2 separate regions of the Gossypium arboreum genome follow, and region 1 is linked to region 2. A link is a contact called in public Hi-C data. All regions are on one chromosome and are shown on one strand. Each heading gives the region's core, a stretch centred on a gene start, on an enhancer-like site or on the middle of the called end of the contact. The rest is flanking DNA. Distances are from core to core; before and after follow the strand shown.

Region 1 (3,779 bases), core at 810-3,309, 260 kb after region 2:
CAAGAATCTTGCTGTGCTACTGCTGTCTTCTTTTTTTCTGAAAATTTTGCTAACCTCCACTTCTTCTTGTTGCAGGGTGCTTATAACGGAGCACTGGCGTGGGACTTTGGTGAAGCTGGTGTGTGCAGCAGGGTGGTTGATGGGATTAGTCGACAGAGGGTATGGTGGTGGCAGTAATCGGTTGATGAGATGGTGACTATGTGAGGGACCGAAATGCATAATTTGTGAAAGTCAAAGGGCTTTTTATATATACATACCAATGGGTTAAAGCCCAAAACTTTTAAATTTAAATTAATGCAATAAAAATTCTTCTAATCTAAATAATTAGTGTCTATACTTAAATCACTTTTCAAGAGCAAATTTTTCTATCAACATGATAGAAGTTTTATTTATTTTTCTTGATGATTATTCATTCTAGAGCTAAAGAAAAAGAAGCAAAGATTAGTAGGGTGATGCTGATGGCAACTGAAAGAAAAATACATACAGAATCAAGTAATCACAATGTACTTTTTAATAACCCAACTTGATCTTCATATTCCTTAATGTTCCCTCTAGGATTCTCCTCAAATCTTGCTATCCTGAACTGTTTTAGCTCAACTCCCTTTGCCTTTCCTATAAGCGCTAAATCAGCCAATATCCTCCCTATCGCGGGTGACATCTTGAACCCATGACCTGAAAACCCACCTCCGATCACCACATCCTTCCCGAACTCCCCTCCCAAAAAATCGATCACGAAATCCTCATCAGGTGTCATCGAGTACACACACAATTGAGTTATGACTGGTTTGCTCGAATCGACTTTCCCTTTGAATCTTTGCTCAACCCATTGCTTTAATGAGTCGGGCACAAGTCCTGGTCCCCATGGCCTTTTGTCTGGGTTACATTGATAGCCTCCATGTACTGCTACTTTAATCAATCCCGGGTACTCCAGTGACGGTGTTCCATAAATGTATGGATGTCCGTAGCTAGCGAACGTCGGAAAATCATTTCCAATTGTATACTCGACCTCGTGTCCGTCCTTAATCCGCCAATAACATACATTGGTTTCCAATGGTTGGATAGGAAGTTCAATGCCGCACACCGTTTTAACCAAATTTCTCATCCAACCACCCACTGTCACCACACATTTTTTGCCCCAAAAAATTTCACCATTACTTGCAGCTACCTTCAGTCCTCGGTCACCATCTTTGTTTATGCTAACCACTTTGATGTTGTCCTTAAGGCATGCACCATTCTTGAAAGCCAGCATTTGGAACATTGACACTGCCTTGGTGGGCTTGATGATGCCGCCAAGCTCGCACGACACACCAATCCAGTCCTCCGGTATATTGATCCGTCCCGAAAATCTTTCAGCGACTTCCCGGTGATCGAGGACTTGGTACGGGATGGCGTTCTTTCGACAAGTAGCGATCACAGAAAGGAGACCCTTGGTGTCGGATGGACCCATGTCGAACTGTTGGGCCTTGAAGTAAACCTTGAACCCGATTTCAGATTGAGCCTGCTCCCACAACCGATAGGACTCATCGACCAAGCCGAAGTAGTAGTCTTCAGGGTACGTTGCTCGTATGGTGCGTGACTCGCCGTGAGACGAACCTCGATGGTGGAGAAAGTCAAACTGCTCGAGGAGTAGCGTTTTTTGGCCTCTTTTGGCTAGTTGGTACGCCGTGGAGCTCCCCATGACGCCCGCCCCTACGACGATTACGTCAAATTCAAAGTCCGAATATCCCATATTCGTCGCACTGTTACAGTGACAGAAAGGGGGTTTAGCTATTCCTTTCAACTTGGCTTAGTTATTATTTCGCAGTGTGTGGCATATATAGTAGTACTAGCCAATAGCAGTAGGCATCTAAAATGATATTTTAATGTAAAAAAAGGCCCACATTTGGGAGGTAATTTCATTATTGCCATATGTTGTTTGTTTCTTCCTGATTTGACTAAAGATTAATGCTAAATTCCGTAATACATACGAAAGTTGGTAAGCAATATATTTGGAACGTTTCATGTTCTAATTATGCTTCCAGTTCATGTATTTTTTCACATTTTAGATTCAGTCCTTTCTTTTAATTCTATAAAATTCCTCAATTCCGTTCATTTAATAATTATAGTTTAATTAATAGAATCCTTAAAATATTTATATTAAAGTTGTTGTAAGCATTTTTGTTCGAGTTAAACTTGAATTAAGTTTGATTTGCACAATAAAAAGATTTAAACTTTTGAATTTTATGATTATTTTTACCCATGATTATTGTTGTTAATAAAAAAGATCTCGTGTTTTCTTAACAAAACCCAATGTTTTGAAATTAATTTTTTTATATTTTCTCAAATTTGTAAAATTGTTTTTGTTTAAAATTAATTATGACACAGAAAATTATGTGACATTTTAAATTTAATATGATGAAAGTAATGAAAAAAGTCTGAATAATCTTACAACACCGTATTTGCTTATTTAACCACGTAATCATTTAAAAAAGAAAAAACAAATCACATAATTCAATTTTGAGTTAAGTCAATGCACTAAATATAACAGAAATACAACAACAATGAGCATAATTAATGCAATGGCATCAAAATCAAGTGCAAGGAAAAACATTATACTTTTGCTGCACATTGATGGCCACCACAATTAAGGTTGAAATGAAGTCTTCTTAATGATGAAATAGGACTTTATTGAAAAAAAAAAGAAAGGGACTTTATCATTTAAAAAAAGAGTTGATAATGAGAATCTTGTGGAAAGCCAATCCCTTTGTCATATTAGGTAGCTTTATTTGTGCAACACCCTTCATTTTTGTCACCATCCATTTATCCCTTTCTTTTTTTTCTTTTTTTCTTTTTATGGTTAATTGATCTTTTGCTTTCTATGATGGCCCACTTTAGTATTATTATTTGATTATAAGCTCAGTGTATTTATGCATGTATGCTGAGAAATTAATAACATGGTGTTTGTTTTAAGCAGGTTCCAAAAATGGAGGGTCTTGGTTTACCTAATGCAATCACAATTGAAATGATTTTGTTTATTCAGTAGGTTCTGCAATATACAGACTGGCATTGTAGCATCAATCTATCATAACGACAAATTGAATGTGGCATGGCTGACTCATCAATGACTAAACATTTGACCCACTAACAATAACATATTCACTCATCATCTTTATTGTCCTCCGAAATTAGAACTTCTTACAACTTGCAAGCTCAGAATGATTTAAGTCTAATGTATAATTTAATATTTGATTTAGTTTTAATAATTAATTGGATATTTAAAATTTTTTATCTCAATTTAATATTTGAGTTAAATTTTAATGTCCAATTTAATACATAGATTAATACATGTACAGATAGGGTGACATCTTTTAAATTTAGTTCACTTTGAAGCTATCAATTTTAAGTTCTTAAAAATCAGTTAACTTGCAACATATTTTTAATGAAATCTAGACATTTTTCTAGTTAAGATGTCTTCTAATCGATGAACGATTGATCTCTTAAATTCAAAACTCACTTTGAATTATCTTATTCTGAACTCGGTAGCTCGAGTTATGACCATTTTAGTAAAGACTGTATAAGCATAATTTTTAGGACGAGATTATTATGGGAATTATGAGTTTTGAGCTCTTATTCGTGTTTAAATCATATTGAGTTTGATTTTAAAGCTTAATTTTGATTATAAATAATCCTCTATTTTTATTTATTAAGTTATATATTTTTTGTATTTATTTATTTCGAATTTTAGGATATTTTTAAATATTTTATGTTGCTTAGAGGTTTTATATTTCTTAGTTGTCAAG
Region 2 (3,825 bases), core at 368-2,867:
AACGCTACTGCACTTGTAATATCCTCTGAGAAAATAAGTCAAAACAAATTATCTACCGTTTGATCTAATGATATGAAGTTGCATATTGAAAAAGGAAAAGCAGCAGGATACCGCGGGAATGGGGAGCCCTTGATTGGCTTTTGCCCGTATTTCCTCCATGAATACTCGTCTGGTGGAATATCGGCGATCTTCGAACTTATGGCAGGAACCCTTATTACTTTCTTCACCCTATTTTTCCTGAAAATTATTCAATTAACCAATACACAAACCATAAGCAATAATTTGACCTAAAATAATAAAGCGGAGTAGGATTCCCTATCATGCATGCACCACCAGTGCTATGGTCCCCCCCCCCCTTCTTTTTTTTATTTTATCTTTATTCAACCAAAAAGAAAAGTCAAACTTGAAAAGCATCTCATAAGACAAAATAGTTGTAATACCGAGGTTCAGAAATTTGATTGCCACTCCCAATTAAAATTACAGCTTTTGTCGTTATCACGCGCGCTCTATCATTTAATATGCCTAAACTGTTCAACAATCCCCCAGGCTTTGACCAATAATTCTACATGATATTGATTACAGCTAAACTCGGCCGGTTTCAAAGCAACTCGACTCGAGTTAACTCATTAAGTTACTTTAAATTATTCGACTTTGAATTTTGTTTACGGTATCCCATAAAAGTCAAAAACCTAAACTGCCGGTTAAAATATGCCATGAATTGGAGGATAAAACTAGGAAAACAATATTATATACCTTCGCTTTGAGCAATGGCACTTGCTATTGCCGGAGCCAGATATCTTGCTGGAAACGTTATCGGAGTGGTCATGTTCATGGCATCTCTTCTTGAACGGTGTCGACGATAGCGGTGGCTTTCCCGTCGAAACGGCCAGTGCCGGCGCCAAGAATAGAGATGATCCCTGCTTCCCGTTCGAGACGCTGCCATCTCCGGTGATGGCAGAAGACATAAACGAAGAGTTAGAGGAAACGCTAAGGCTTTCTTTTGTGAACTCCAACTCGGTACTTTTACCGTTGGAGCCAAATAAATTAGGTTTTGTAAAGTCCAGAGTCAAACTCTGCGGCTGCGATTGAACGAAGCTAGAAGGACTGATAACCGAAGTACCGACCAGCGCCGTATTTATGTTCGCCGGCGTTGAGATCGCAGCAGAAGTTAGAGTTAGATTGTTTTGAGAATTCGGAACAGACAGAGAAGCAGAGGATGATGTCGAGGGCGAAGATGAGGAAGAAAGGGGTTGAATCGGCCCGCGTCTGAAACGAGCGTGACCGGTTCTGTTGAGAAGTGAAATGACCTTTTTGAATTTAGAGACGGTGAGATCGGCGAGGTCGGTGCAGTCGACGTTTTTGGACTGGTGAGAAAGGAGACGGATCAGGTGTTCCATGCCCTTCAAGCCTTGCGATGCAACCTCTTGTACCGCCATCTGATCATCCATCTTCGGAAAATTCATCAGATCCACCGCCATTTTGAGGTTAAAGAAACAGAAACGAAGCTTTGCAGGGAAGGTAACTTGAGAGGTCAGCAAGTCATTGAAGCCTGCGAAAAAGGAGGGGATGAAGATGAAAGGCAAAGAGTTAGAGATGTGGGAGCAACAAGGGTTGATTATAAAGGTTGAACGATGACCGGGTGACCGGGTAATAGATATGATGGGAATCCGTAGTGGAGTTTAATCCAACGGCTAAGATTGATTTTAAGAATTTCATGGAGAAAGCATTGATAATTGTTAGATCTAAATTCTGTTCTCAGTCCCTGTACTGATTACACATTTTAAATTTAATCTCTAATTTTACTTTCTAATTTAATAATTAAAGTGCAATCTAAAAACTTTAATTAAACTGGCTTATATAGCATTTTTCTAAAGTAAAATTGATTCTATGGCCAATATAAAGCCTCCCAAAATCTATGGTTCATTATATATATTTAAATTCAAACACAAAACCTTATAATTTTAAATTTAATACGTAATCCAATTTAAAAATAATTTTTTATAATGATTATCAATTCATTTTGAATTATTAATTTGGAGTAGATTTTTTAGATTAAAAGGAAAGAGACTGAAATTGAAATGTGGAAAGAGAAGAGAGAGCAAGACCAAAATTAAACCTAATTGCTTTTGCATCGTATTGTTATTGTTTTTCTTGGAAGTTTTGGACCCAAGGCGAGAAGAAAATGATGTAAGATTTGGTTTTGGTCCAAAGGAGTAAATGAGGGATTTGAAATAACTTATCAACAACGTTGACGATGACCATATAAAGTAGAAACTCTTACTATTACTAATCAAACCCAACAAGCATAGTTATGTTTAGGTTTCTTTTGTATTGGTTTTATTTCGAAGTTGGTACATGAGTTTTTCCTCCTTAGGCATGGAGAAGAGGAGTCGTTATGTATCATACTTCATTTTGATTTTGCTTTCTTGAAATGCAAATATTTGTAGGCATGGATTGAGGTCTGATTGAACTCTTAGGGTGATGGGTGAAGTCAATTTTAGTTTTTATATTATCCTTTCACATTGAAACTCAAAAGGAATGGCAAAATTAAATCAATTTTCATATTAGACAAAACAAAACTTGAATGGATGATATCTAGAAACATTAGTGTTAGTTTTTTTTTTTTTTAATTCATAGTGAAAATGTCTTAAGCCAATCAAATCTGTTGATAAAAAGTTGAAATTTTGAGATATTGAATGTTAAATTTAAACAAATTTTACATTGAAAAGAATTTCAAAGATAGGCTCAAAGCTGACTAAAAGTCGGGAATCACGTGTAGTCCTTCCCTTTTTATTAATATAAAACAGTTGACCAACTTTTTTATTTTTATTTTTTCTACAAAACCGGATGGTGCCGGTAATTCTTTTCTTAACCCTTCGATTATTCCACCGCGAATCTAACGGTTGTTTAGCTCATGACAGAGTTGACTATTAAGTAGCCACGTGGCATCACTTTTAATGAGTCATGAAATATTAGCCGGTACCCAGTGAAGAAAATGGACCGAGTCCCTCAATACTGTCTTTCACACTGCTTATCTCACTTCATTATTATTTTTGTGAGGTTAAAAAATAATAATAATAAAAGTATTCAATGAGATATATATTTGGATTAAAACAGAGAAATACAAATGATTATTAAAAGTAATTATATTAACTAGAATAATATATATTATAATTGTTTGCCAAAAAGAATATAATATTTTTAAACATAATTAAGATTATATTTATATAAAAAATATATCATTTCTGAAAATTATCATCATCCCGATCTTATATTTCAGCATTGTTTCCTAATTGAAAATCATTGTATTTTGTAGCTATTATGAATGAATTGCATTCCTATAAAATGCAATTAGATTTACAACATTGAGATCAAATAAAAATGATAAAATAAAGTGTAATTATGATTAAGTTAATAACAGGTGTCCGGCAGTTAAATATTTGTATCTACTATATTTAAAATATTCAAATTCTAGTATTATTTTAATCTCGAATATTTAAATTTAAAAAAATTCCATACAAAATTTCATTAGCCATGCAGTTAAAACATTGTTTGGTTTTTTAAACTGCTTTCATCAGCGATGGTAAATAGATTGATTTTAAGTTAATCAAATGTAAAAGCACATATTTTGCATTTTTGCATTTGAGAAATGCATGCTTTTGCTTTTTAAAGCCAAATCATAATTTTAACCATTGTTTATAATTTAATGTATTTTATGAATTATTTAAATTGTATATAGAATTAATTTTTTATTGAAACTATTTCAAATGCATAACATGTTGGGATCTAGTGCAGTCACCAAATGTACTTGTAATTTTCAAATAA

The links. A called contact is a pair of places that touch in the nucleus more often than the background predicts.
Region 1: a contact with region 2 is called in a Hi-C map of leaf, with 2.7 times the contacts expected there. The contact joins the promoter of LOC108486417 here to the promoter of LOC108484059 in region 2. A contact is called at or near these places in 2 of 5 Hi-C or Micro-C datasets (both in leaf).

Annotation. Positions count from the first base shown.
Region 1 is chr6:93,315,967-93,319,745 of ASM2569848v2, forward strand. LOC108486417 (probable sarcosine oxidase) reads right to left here and starts at 2,060. Exons shown (of 1, transcript XM_017790470.2): 1 at 347-2,060. The coding sequence starts at 1,729. The coding sequence ends at 497. LOC108486418 (a long non-coding RNA gene) reads left to right here. Exons shown (of 2, transcript XR_001871479.2): 2 at 76-324.
Region 2 is chr6:93,053,328-93,057,152 of ASM2569848v2, forward strand. It overlaps LOC108484059 (probable WRKY transcription factor 17), which reads right to left and starts at 1,618. Exons shown (of 4, transcript XM_017787686.2): 1 at 754-1,618; 2 at 112-237; 3 at 1-25. The coding sequence starts at 1,478.